Linked DNA regions of Canis lupus: region 1 is linked to region 2. Evidence: chromatin contacts called from public Hi-C data. All regions are on one chromosome and are shown on one strand. Each heading gives the region's core, a stretch centred on a gene start, on an enhancer-like site or on the middle of the called end of the contact. The rest is flanking DNA. Distances are from core to core; before and after follow the strand shown. Region 1 holds the start of TM9SF2 (transmembrane 9 superfamily member 2). Region 2 holds the start of UBAC2 (ubiquitin-associated domain-containing protein 2).

Region 1 (2,700 bases), core at 182-2,681, 270 kb after region 2:
GACAAAGCACGAACCTGGGGCAGCACATTGACAAGTCTTTGAAGGCAAAGGGACATTCCTCTACAGACTCAACTGCCTCCATGTTAATACTTTGCTAAGGACAAAAGGCAATCTTAGCCCCACCCCCAGGATCCTGTAAGTGTATTTTAACATATAAAAATTCCTTTAAGGCAGCCTGGGTGGCTCAACAGTTTAGGGCCACCTTCAGTCCTGGGCCTGATCCTGGAGACCTGGATCAACATCCATCTCCCCGCATGGAGCCTGCTTCTCCCTCTGCCTGTTCTCTGTCTCGCTCTCCCTCTGTGTGTGTCTCTCATTAATAAATAAAATCTTAAAAAAAAAAAAAAAAAAGAAAAAAATTCCTTTAGAAATTTCGTTAACCTCTCCCCACCAAAGATACGTGTTGGCAATCAATCATCCCCCAAGCACATCTGAAGGGTCTCATGACTCAGGTTTTATGAGACGGTAGTAAATGAGCTTTTCCCAACAACAGCTAGGCCCCTCAAGGTGCTGGAAATCTTGCTCCCAAAATCCCTTAGAGAATACAGTATCCTCAAACCCCTCACAACTTTCAGGTATATAATCAGCCACCCCTCATAGGCCCCGGGGCAGCAGCTTTTCCTGCCCATGGGTCCTGTCCCCGTGCTTTAATAAAACCACGATTTTGCACCAAAGGCGTCTCAAGAATTCTTTCTTGGTCGTCAGCTCCGGACCTCACCTATAATTCCAAAACTTCATCAATACCAGATTGCTATTTCACTAGAACGACTATCCTCACTTAACTGTTGCCCATCTTCTTTTGCAAAGAAACATCAACACTACCTTCTGTTTGCCCACTCCTGATTCCCCCCCCCCACCTCATTTCCACTCATCTTTAAAGAGATCTCGTTTATTCTGTACTATTACTGTCCCAGGCAAAAATGGCTCACGGCATCCAACGCTTGGAACCTGTCCGTGCAAACAGGGACACTCAAAACTATACGAGACTTTTTGGCTAGTTTTCCCCATTTGTTTCTTTATCCTGCTCCCAAACAGGTGTTTGCCGAACTACTTCTCGCCACCAAGGCCGCCTCCATCAGCAAGCATTTCCTGGGGCACCAACTCTATAGCAAGGGTTGACGTGCCAAGAGAGGTGTGGCGAGGAAACCTCGTAATTGCTATGGGAAATTGAACCAAAGCAGCGAGCCGGGGCCGCAGCGCGACACGTGGTGCCCTCCTGGACGCCGCCAGGCAGCTCCAGATCTGAATTTGGAAGGCGAGCCGTGAACGCGGAAGCCAGCAACCCCCTCGTGGGCCTGCTGAAAACCTGGAAAGTGGATTTCCTCCAGGCTCCGTCCCGGAAACTCCTCCCGGCGCTTGCGGCCCCTCTCACTGAGCATGTGCAGGCGGCGCTGCGCATGCTCTGTCGAGCTCCGGTTCGGTTGCTGTTGCGGGACCCGCGGCGTCTCCTAGCGCAACCGGAACTGTCCGTGGCGGGGCGGTCCCCCTTCAGCTCCCGCGATCTTGTAGTCGTCTCCGAGGCTCCCCGTCCCTCCTTCCCTCTTCGCCCCCTCGGCTCGGCTGCCCTTTTCCAGAAACAGCCGTCATGAGCGCGAGGCTGCTGGTGTTGTCTCCGCCTCGGTGGCCGGGGCTGGTGCTGCTGTTGCTGCTCCTGAGGGCGGCCCCAGGCCCACGTCCGGGCGCCGCCTTCTACCTGCCCGGCCTGGCGCCAGTCAACTTCTGCGAAGAAGACAAAAAGAGTGACGAGTGTAAGGTGAGTGAGGCCTGGCGGACCCTGAGTGCTCTGACCGAAGGGCAACCTCCCCTTAGCCGGAGAGCTGCGGTCCGAGGGGAAGGGGGCGTAGCTGGGATGGGTCCGGTGTCCCCGGGAAGTGCTTGGGTCCGCCCGGCGGCAGGTCGGAGGTTCTGGAATGGCCTTTTAGGGGTGGGTTCTGCGGGGCTCAGTGGGCCTCAGGCTCGCCTCGGGTCTAAAGGTCCAGGTAGCACGAGCAGCTGTAGTCCGTTTGCCTGCAAACAGGGGCTGCGTGTATGGATGGCCCTCCGTTGGAGTTGGGTGCATGCGGGTCCGCACGCAGTCCACGGGGGAGTGTGGGCTCACCGCCCCGGGTCACGCACTCCAAGAAAGTGGGCGACTGGGTCTTCCAGTTACTTTTCAAAAAAAATTTCATTGCTTCCCGAGGTGTTTTTTTTTTTTTTTTTTTTTTTTTTTGTTTCCTCCCTACTTTGTTGGAACTCCTGGTTGGTTCTGAGAGCTTGTTTTCTTTCTAGGACTTCGGTGTTTCAGCTTCACACTTAGCAGTGTGTTCCTTTTTTGGTGAACTCTTAACACCCAGAACCGCGTAAACTGCATCAATAAAAAGTTGCTGTAATAGTGGAGGCTGTTCATTTCTAACTCACTTAAAATATTTTTTAGCCTGCAGAAATTGTAAAAGATCCCAGCACTTAGTTTCTCTGACATTGTTTTAAACACTGACAAGCGGGTCACAGGAGAAACGCGTATTATTCCTAGGACAGATCCTGAAAACTGTGATCTCTTACGACTTTTACACTCAAGGTTTTCAGCTTAACTGCTAGTGAAGAGGCATATTAGTAACTTGCTTTTACGTTATTTGCTATAGAGCATGACGGTAGACATAATAGTTTTAAGTTGCTAACACCGTTGGGGCATGAGGATCTCTTTGAAACCAGTAATAATTTTAA
Region 2 (2,700 bases), core at 58-2,557:
CTCTTACAGTTTGTTTTCCTCTCTAGTTTTTCCCCACTCAGTTCCCCTCCTTTCCCCTATGGTCCCTTTCACTATTTCTTATATTCCACATGAGTGAAACCATATAATTGTCTTTCTCTGATTGACTTATTTCATTCAGCATAATATGCTCTAGTCCCATCCCAGGGGAAGTGAATGGCATAGGTATTCATCTATCTTGCAGTTTGACTCCATCTTACCCACGCAGGATTTTGTAACATGATGCATTGATCAGCTGGAGAATGTTGGTTCACAGAGTTTGCAGCCCTTCCAAAGGCACAATGGGAAGCTCCACTGTACACTCCTGAGTAAAAGGAAATGTCTTTGTACAATCATGAAAATAGTTCTGGCCTTCTGGATTCCCCAAATTGGGGTGGGGGAAGTAGCCACACCTACTTTGAGAACCAGTGACCTATGCTGGCTACCGGTTTTGTTGCTAACCAACAGCTTCTGCAAAAACAAAGAAAAGCCCAATAAATAAAGTCACTTATACTTTCGCCTTCTAGCAATAAATCCGTGTTGAAATTTTGGGTCACTGGCACCTCTCTTCAGAGGCAGGGACTGTGTTTGATTGATCCACAAATTCCAGATTGAGCTCAGCGCCTGGTCCTTATAAACACTAAAAAAATGTTTGTTTGTTTGTTTTTCCTGTAGTTTTGTAAGGTGTCCTTTCCATTTAGCCTTGTCAATTTCGCAAAAAGTATTCTTTAATAACTACACTAGATAATATAGTTTTCAGGTTCAAACTCATTTAAAAAAAAGCATGACTTTGCCTTAAAGATTAATATCATTTTGGGGATCCCTGGGTGGCGCAGCGGTTTGGCGCCTGCCTTTGGCCCAGGGCGCGATCCTGGAGACCCGGGTTCGAATCCCATGTCGGGCTCCTGGTGCATGGAGCCTGCTTCTCCCTCTGCCTATGTCTCTGCCTCTCTCATCTCTCTCTCTCATAAAAAAAAAAAATTAATATCATTTTGCAAGAGAGGAAAAAAAAAAAAAAAAAAAGGCCAGGTCTGGAGGGCGCCAGAGCAGACGCCTGGGGAGCAAGGCGGCTCAGAGCCTCTCGCCCTCGGCCGGACGCCGCACCCCGGGGAGCCCCTGCCGACGCCCTGGGGGAGCGAGCTTCGGCGCCCAGACACACTGAGCATGCGTGGAGCTCGCCCGCGTCCCGTCCCGGGAGAGGTTAGAGGTCGCCAGGAATTAGCCCCGCACCCCCGCCCCGACGCCGGCACTCGGAGGAATCCGCTGCCACGCTGCTCCACGGGGCGTGGGCGCCGCTGAGCGCTGGAACGTTGCTCGCGGCAGCTGCCCTCCGGCTCCTCCCACCATCTCCCCTTCCTTCACTATAGCAGGCCCGCGGCAGTCGGAAAAACCCGGACGGGCGGACGCCTCCGGCTGCGGACCGACTTCCCTTCCCGGGCAGGAAGGGAGGGGGCGGGCGGAGCGGTGCGGCCCGCGGGCCGCGCATGCGCCGCTCACGGGCAGCCCCAGGAGTGGAATCCAGTTGCCGGATTCGCCGCTGCGCCGGGAGTGCGCCTGCGCGGTCTCCGGGTCCCTCCACCTCCGCTTCCCCTCCCCCTGTCCCCCCTCGGGGGCTCCGGGTCCGGCGGGACCATGTTCGCCAGCACCGGCTCCAGCGGGCTTTGTGAGTACCGGCCGCCGCCATCCTGGCTCTTTCCCACGCGGCACCCTGGGCACCTCCTTGAGAAGCCTGGGGGCAGCGGGGACCCTCGGGGTTGTAGGAGGTTTGGGGGCCGACCCTCCATCCCCGCGCCCGAACCTTGGGGGCTCCTCCTGCGGGTGAGGGGCGGCGGGCCCGGCCCCCCCTCCCCCGCCCTCAGCCCGGAGGGGCCAGTGGGCGCTGAGTCCCGCCGGCAGCCCCGGCCCTCACCTGTGAACCCCAGGTACGATGCTCAGGTGTTCCAGGTGGACCGGAAAGTTAGGGTCGGCCTGGGCGTCCCGGTGTTCTCCGGGCTCGACCCCTTGCGCTCCGCGGCGCGGGTGCCAGGCTGAAAGAGGAGGCTGTCCTGGTGGAGCCGATGCTGGAAGCCTGCCCCCTTCCCAGTCACCTTGCTCCATTTAGGCTACAGAGGGACCGAACTGGCTCCCCCCCAGGTGCACATTCCAGCCTCGGTCTCAGGAGCCGACCCCAAGGGTTTACTTAGATTTTTTTTCTTCCTCGGTTTCCCGTGAGAGTTTTTCGACAAATAAAAACTGATTAAAGTACATTAAAGTGGAAGGAAGTGAAGAAGTCATCTGGCAGGAAAGTGCGGACATTGCTGCTGGATGTTGCTGTCATCGTTCACTTGAACGTCCGCGGTGGTCAGCAGATAGAGGGCAAAGCAGTGCATGGAGCCTTTTAAATGACAATTTTTTTTTTTTTTTTCGCTGAAATTGTTTAGTTGGCTTTCGGTAAGGTGGACTGTATGTTAAGTAAACAGCACCGAGATTAGGCACTGGTACAGTAACAGGAACTGTTTGAACAGGCGTAATTTAAAATTGCTTGTCACTGTTGGTACTTCAGAGCTCTCTGCACGCGAACTTAATCGTGCCTCAGTATGGAAGCAGTTGACATTTTCAAATATTAAAAGATGTATTGTGATTGTCAGAAATCTTTTCTGAGAATACAGGTCTCAGTCCGAGACTGCCCATCAGAGCCACAGGCGCAAGGTTAAATCTTCCTCT

What was found. A called contact is a pair of places that touch in the nucleus more often than the background predicts.
Region 1: a contact with region 2 is called in a Hi-C map of blood, with 3 times the contacts expected there. The contact joins the promoter of TM9SF2 here to the promoter of UBAC2 in region 2. A contact is called at or near these places in 2 of 9 Hi-C or Micro-C datasets (both in blood).

Annotation. Positions count from the first base shown.
Region 1 is chr22:49,677,277-49,679,976 of UU_Cfam_GSD_1.0, forward strand. TM9SF2 (transmembrane 9 superfamily member 2) reads left to right here and starts at 1,432. Exons shown (of 17, transcript XM_038569948.1): 1 at 1,432-1,753. The coding sequence starts at 1,586.
Region 2 is chr22:49,408,148-49,410,847 of UU_Cfam_GSD_1.0, forward strand. It overlaps UBAC2 (ubiquitin-associated domain-containing protein 2), which reads left to right and starts at 1,308. Exons shown (of 9, transcript XM_038569946.1): 1 at 1,308-1,660. The coding sequence starts at 1,630.